Linked DNA regions of Mus musculus: region 1 is linked to region 2. Evidence: chromatin contacts called from public Hi-C data. All regions are on one chromosome and are shown on one strand. Each heading gives the region's core, a stretch centred on a gene start, on an enhancer-like site or on the middle of the called end of the contact. The rest is flanking DNA. Distances are from core to core; before and after follow the strand shown.

The links. A called contact is a pair of places that touch in the nucleus more often than the background predicts.
Region 1: a contact with region 2 is called in a Hi-C map of the HPC-7 cell line, with 1.9 times the contacts expected there. The contact joins two enhancer-like sites. A contact is called at or near these places in 3 of 39 promoter capture datasets (the HPC-7 cell line, cranial neural crest and embryonic stem cells), 2 of 484 Hi-C or Micro-C datasets (the HPC-7 cell line and bone marrow-derived macrophages) and 1 of 115 datasets of contacts at active chromatin or transcription factors (embryonic stem cells).

What each region holds. Positions count from the first base shown.
Region 1 is chr6:39,020,751-39,024,173 of GRCm38.p6, forward strand. Tbxas1 (thromboxane A synthase 1, platelet) reads left to right here. Exons shown (of 13, transcript NM_011539.3): 7 at 289-437; 8 at 2,219-2,349. Among named protein-coding and RNA genes, the nearest start is that of Gm23010, 8.8 kb to the left of the region's middle. Within about 2 kb of position 1,306, at least 7 of the 459 cell types and tissues checked have an H3K27ac peak or open chromatin away from gene starts, as enhancers often do. A contact at or near this core is called in the HPC-7 cell line, where this site is marked.
Region 2 is chr6:38,786,771-38,789,849 of GRCm38.p6, forward strand. All of the region lies in intron 2 of Hipk2 (homeodomain interacting protein kinase 2), which reads right to left. 4930502C15Rik (a long non-coding RNA gene) reads left to right here. Exons shown (of 4, transcript XR_003956279.1): 4 at 1-3,079. Among named protein-coding and RNA genes, the nearest start is that of 4930502C15Rik, 51 kb to the left of the region's middle. Within about 2 kb of position 1,276, at least 55 of the 459 cell types and tissues checked have an H3K27ac peak or open chromatin away from gene starts, as enhancers often do. A contact at or near this core is called in the HPC-7 cell line, where this site is marked.

The DNA of each region.
Region 1 (3,423 bases), core at 56-2,555, 230 kb after region 2:
TGTGTGCATAGGGGCTAAAGCCCCTAGGCTTTAGGGCTCCTATTTCCCTTCACAGGAAGGCGTCCTCCCACTGGAAGATATGTGCCTTAGTGTTCAACTCTGTTCTAAGGCCTGAGTTAGTGATGTCCTGCCCTCACCTTCTCTTCCATAAGCTCCTTGATAAAGCCTCCAATCATATTCTGCTATTGCTGCTCATCCAGGAAGTGTCCCTTCCACTACCTCAGGAGGGGTATGCTGTGGGAAGGGCAATCCAGCATCTTTCAATTGTCCGCATTTCTATGTCCACAGGTGTTACTGCTGTTACACCATAGATGTGGTGGCCAGTGTGGCCTTTGGCACCCAGGTGGACTCCCAGAATTCTCCAGAAGATCCCTTTGTGCAACACTGCCGGCGTGCTTCCACCTTCTGTATCCCCAGGCCTCTCCTGGTATTAATCTGTAAGTGCAGCCCCTACCCAAGGTAGTGAGGCCAGATCACCACCCATAGGACAGCTTGCAGGGTTGAGTCCCTTCCACCAGGAATGGTCCCAGGATGTTCTCTCTGAGACATCCCTCAGGAACTTTATCTCCCTAGAGCCACTAGAATTCTCTTGTCACAATCTGGGGTGATTTATCACCAACACAGGTAACCCTGGATCCTGTTTGATAATCCTAATGAGAAAGGAAAACTGATACATAAAAAGGCAGTCAAGACTTGAACCCAAAGTCTCTCATTTCCTAGGGTTGGTTGGTTGGTTGGTTGGTTGGTTGGTTGGTTGGTTGGTTGGTTCGTTAGTTGGTTTTTGTCCCATCACTCAAAACCCTCTTCTGAGGACTTCTCTACCAGAAGCCAACAACTCCTAAACATGAAATCAACAGATGGGTCACTGGAAGGAGGCTTCATGTTAACAAGACTAGACCATTGGATTAATTTTACAAGGGAGTCTTTGCCTTCCAGCTAGTTCTGGAATCTACTTGCTTTTGTGGAAACAGTGTGTTGCTGTTACTGTATTGTTGAGCTCTTCCCTGCCTCTCTGATATATTGGCATAGTCTAGTCACTTCTTGGCCAGCTTCATTCTTCCTCCTTCTCCTCCTCCTCCTCCTCCTCCTCCTCCTCCTCTCCCTCCTCCCCCCTTTCTTCCTCCTAGCTCTCTTCATCTTCCTCCTCATCTTTCCTCTTTTGTTTCTCTTCCTCCTCTCCCCTTCCTTTTTCAAGACAGGGTCTTGTTATACAACCTTCTCTTATCTCCAATTAACACCCCCTCTTGCCTCACTCTCCTGAGTATTAGAATCATGGACCATTTGCTTGCTTTTCTTCTTATCTCTGAGCCAGTTTCAGCAGGAAGCCCTGTAACCTCTAACATCAGCACACTGAAACCTGTAGGCATTTGTGTGGAGTCACGCAGCCTCTTTGTGTCCAGGAGGTCTGCTGGGGCTAAGGCTGCCCCACCTATGGACTTTCAATTATAGACAGGCCTTCCACTAACAAGGCCCCTGCTCTCTACACTTTTAAACAGAGGTGTATGAGCTCTGGGATCTCCTGTCTCCAGCCTGACTCAACACAAAAGGTTATGTGCAGCTTGGCAGGCTGAGAGTCAGTAGAGTCACATGCCCCTGTGGCAAGGCCTCATCCCTGGGCTCAGAACATCTCCTAGGGAAATATTAAGTGTCCTGATCCTGGGAGCCTTCTCCTAAGAACCCAGGCTGCATATTGCATGGCAGGGGAATATCCACAATAGATGAAGCCAGTGTCCTTGTCAGCAGCTGCAACAACATGTTTTAGGGACAATTCAGATGGCTGTTGTGGGGACATTTATCCAGATAAAGACAAATACAAATGACCAGAAAGTCAATAAAGTAGATGGTCTGCTATGCCCCTGTGACGGCTTGGCACACAGCCAGTTACCCATTCTGTCCTGATGAACTGCAAAGACACTTCCCCCTCTAAGGTTGGAGATAAGAATTTCTAAGTGTAAAAGTGGGTTTGTAAGGCCAGGTACACACGAGGACTTACTTTATTGCACAGGCATTTAATGATTGCTTATGATGTACAGGGAATGGAACAGAAAGCTAGAGTCAGATCAAGCCCCACTCTGAGAAGCGCCAAGTCCACAGGGAAGACAGGCCTCCCAAGTGGCTCTGATTCAAGGCTGGTGCTTGCTTCCCAGCCACAGGAGTCTAATAGCCCTGCTTCATTATCACTCCCCCTTCAACGCTACTTTTGTTTTTCTCTTTCAAGTATCATTTCCATCCATAATGGTCCCATTGGCCCGGATTCTGCCCAATAAGAACCGAGATGAACTGAATGGCTTTTTTAACACACTCATTAGGAATGTGATTGCCTTACGGGACCAGCAAGCAGCAGAAGAGGTAACTATTTTTATAGGACACAGCCTGGAAACAGAATGGAACCTAATTTGGCATCACTCTCTCTTTTCTTTCTCCATTCCCCCACAACTCCTCACGTCACATGGGTCTCTCCTTTACTAGTCTCCCATTCTGAGCTTTCCAGAGCCAGTAGAAAGCAATGGGAGGGAGGAATCGGAAGGATAATAGGAGAAGTCCCACCAATGGGCCTATCCCTGATGTGAGTTGTTGAATGGATGTCAACCCCTGACTGTCTCCCATCACCTGGCTCTTACCCCCAAGCAAAGGTTGCAGTAGCCCAACCCCCACCCCAGAATTTTCTAAGTCAGCACCTCATGCAATTTTCATGAGCATAGTCTTTCTGCTGAAAAACAGCAAGATGGGGCTTTATAGCATGAATAGCATAAATATTAGCAAGAAGTTTAGGCAACTGTCAATCAATCCCATATTCCCTTTCAACATGGAGACTCTTGCTAGAAAATTTGTGATTGAGGCTCCCTGCTCTCTTTAGCAGGCTGCCGTGTTTCCCTTTTCCCTTACAGACTCACACCCTGCTTGGCACATAGTGGGGATAAGTAAATATTGGCTGAACTTGACTCTAAATAGTATGCGGTTTTCAGTATGAGAAATAATCTTCCTGCATCAGAGATACTCTTTGTCCACATTAAAGTTGTCCATTATGGGTCTCATCACACTAAAGACAGTCACAAAAAAAAAAAAAAAAAAAAAAAAAAAGGACTAAAAGGGCTTTCACTTAACTGCCTTGAGCAAGATGAAGCTTTAAAAGGGTTTTCTCAAAGACTGTGGCTCAGAGGGATTCGTGAGGCCTGATGGTTAAGGCATTGGCCTAGAATGAAATCCAAGTCAATTAGTAGCTTGATGCATTTAGCAGCCTTGGGCAGCAGCCTGTCCTACTCAGCTGCACACCCTGGGGACTCTGTAGCAACTGTGTCTGGATAGGGAAGGTGTGGGGACGTATATACCAGCTCTCAACCCCTTGGCCTATACCTTCATCAGCTCCACTTGAATGTCCTTAGAGGTGGGGGAAAGTGGGCCAACTGGTATACCTGGCCCCAC
Region 2 (3,079 bases), core at 26-2,525:
ACTGTTAATATTACTTTTTGTATTCTTAGTGAAGCTTGAAATTAACATGGCTTTTTGTTTATTTCTTCATTTCTGCACCCTTGTCAGCTCATCTCAGGAATGCAGTTTGTTAGCTGGCTTACTGCAGTGCCAAAGAGAAAGCTTGGGAAGCTTAAGCCGACTAGTGAAAGGCTCTGCATGAAAACACATTTGCGTTTTAACCTCTCAGAAGCAGAGCAGTTAACTTAAAATAAATATTTAACATCTTGGTGCTTTTATCAAGACTCGTTTTGACATGGACATGTTCCCCAGGGAACAAAGTCTACTGGAAAAAGTTGATTGAAAAGAAAAGGTGAATCTAGAATTTTCAAAGGAAAACCAATCTCCAGAAATGCTCCTCCCTCCAAAAATCATTAATCTGAATTGAACATAGGCTTAGCATTTTGAAGTCTCATAGGGAAGTAGTCCCAGGCAATGCCTCTTCTGCCCCAGCAATGTTTTTGTTGTGTGCCTGCCTGGCTGCTGCCCTACCCTGCTCCACCCCCATAGCTATTTCACACATGGATCCTGATTTACACCCAAGGCACCTTATTGCCCAGGAAGCTCAAGCAAGACGTAGATCTTGATAGGAGAGCTACCAAACACTCCTGGGGCACAGACAGGGCAGCAAGCCATAAGAAGTCTGGTCATCCCCTGGTAGGGACCATTTATTAAGTTTCTTTTGCTGACTTCACTCCTTCCTTACACAGTGCCTTGAGTTTTGAGAGGATGACATTTATAAGGGGTTGCTGGATGTGTTCTGAAAACTACAGAGCTTGACAGATATGAGTGTCCGATGCCCCCAGGAACAAGAGTGGTCAGTGATGGTAACCAAAATGGCTTTGCTAAATGGTTCAAATGTAGCAAAGTCATAAACAAACAAACAAAAAACCCAAAAGAACCCAAACCTCTCGGGATAAAATGGTCCAGAATTTTTCAGAAGACAGAATCCTGTCTCATTTAATATGTACACATTTACCTGAGCTTCCTATATTCCCCGCTCCCAGAACAAGGTATATCTTACAGGTAACTTCGCATTTGGGTGTGTGGCCACCTGCCAGACAAGGCTCCGCAGAATGACCTGAATATATCATTTTAAGTCTACTCCCATAGGACTGTCACCGGACCAGGGGGCCACTAAGTTACACAGGAACTGCATCTAGTTTTTCCTGCCCCATGAACTTCCTGTAAAGAGCATGGTCATACTGTATTCATCTCTCCTTTTTTTGGCACTAACTCACTGTAGAATAAAATCACGCTGAGTCACAGCATGACACAGCCAATCTCCATCTCTATTTTAGGCACATTTTACACACAGGAGCTGGCAACACACCTTTCCTGATATAAACACAGCTCTGACGGCCTGCAAATTTCAACTGGGTCAGTCTTGCTGCATTATTTGACTTACTTGAAACTTTATTTAAATTTAGTTTTTGTTTGGGCCAATTTTGATGATAAAATTTTGTGCTGCAAAACTGAGGACAGGCTAAGTGGAGGTGGAGGAAGGAGGGTGGACAGAGTGGGGAGGAGAGAGGAGGGAGGGAGAGAAGAGGGAGGAGGGAGGAGGGTGGAAGGAGGAGGGAGGAGGTGGCCCTGTTTTTCTGGTCCCTCCAAATGGCTTTATTAGCTGATTTTGAAAGTTTGCGGTACATTTTCAAAATGCTCAACACCCCACAATTAAACCAAACCACAAATCTACTTCCAAAGCCAAAGGATGCTGGATTTTAAAGCCAAAAAATGTACTGGGAAAACCCAGTGGTATACACCCCTTCTTCCCTTAGTTCCTCTCTCACCAAAATGTGTGTAAACAAGGCAGGACTGAAAGACATCTCTATTGAATGCTGAACACTATGAAAGGAAGTATCTCTGTTTCTGGGAATTCAGATTCAACTTGTTTGCTTTATACGAAAATTAAGGATGTAGTTGCCACCACCAGAGAACACCTTTAAAGATCTCTACAATAAAAGCTCCCATACTTTAGAAAATTTCTGACTTTCCAAGAAGCATACGGGATGTAGCCTGGATGTTTATGTGCCAAGCTGAGTATGCTATGGTAAGCTCTTTTCTTATGGGGAGGAGACTAGAGTTCCCTGTGTGTAGTCTTCCAGCATTCCTTCTTCATTCCGAGCTGAGGATGCTTCTAGGAGCCTCTCTTGGAGATGCTCAATTGCTCTTGACTTTCCTGTCTCAGCCCCTACCTGATGAGACTTTGGATTTAGGGCAGAGCCAGTGTTCAGGGTCAGGTACAATGTGGCTACTACTCCAGATTCTAATTTTACTTGCTATGGAGTGGAGACCTTTTAGAGTTCAGTCCTAAATGATGTCAGCAGTGTTATCACCCACCACATACCCTCCTTCACTCACACATACACTCATTTATTTACTCATATCTTCCACTGAGGACCTACAATAAGCACTGTACTGCTACCAGGGCACTGCGTAAGATCCACACCGAGGCTCAAGAGACTTCTATTTGATCAAGACCAGATAAACATGAAATTATGTGAGCAGATGTTAGCAATGAGGGTCCTGCTGGGGTACAGGACAGGCATGCCAATTCTGCCTCCTACAGGATCTACCTAGGCTGCTACTTCTCATAGAAGCTTCCCCTAGTCATCTCAGATGTGTCTGCCCCAGCCTCTAGGTCCCTTAGCTGAACAGGGACATGCAAGGCTCTTGCCTCCACAAGAATCTGTGTTCCTTCACAGCAGGATCTGCCACTTTCCCCTCATCTCTGAGCCCCTACTGTACCTAACATCCTCTCTGGCATGTGTCAGTGCTCGCAAATGTTTACTGTTGTTCCAAGTATATTCAATGGTAAACCACAGAAGTGAGACCTTCTGAGTACTGTACTGAAAGCCCACACACACCCATTTCCTCTGAAGACCTAGAAGACAAAGGCAGGGCCTCTGAACGCTAGACCTGCCAAGCTACAAAGAAGCTCTGTACTCCCCAAAGCTTTTGCTCCCCTCTCTAGCCTCATCCCTTACCTTTTGAATGGTGACGGTCCCTTCCTGAGGCTATTCAGCATCACAGAGTCACAGATGGGGAAGGCGAGCAG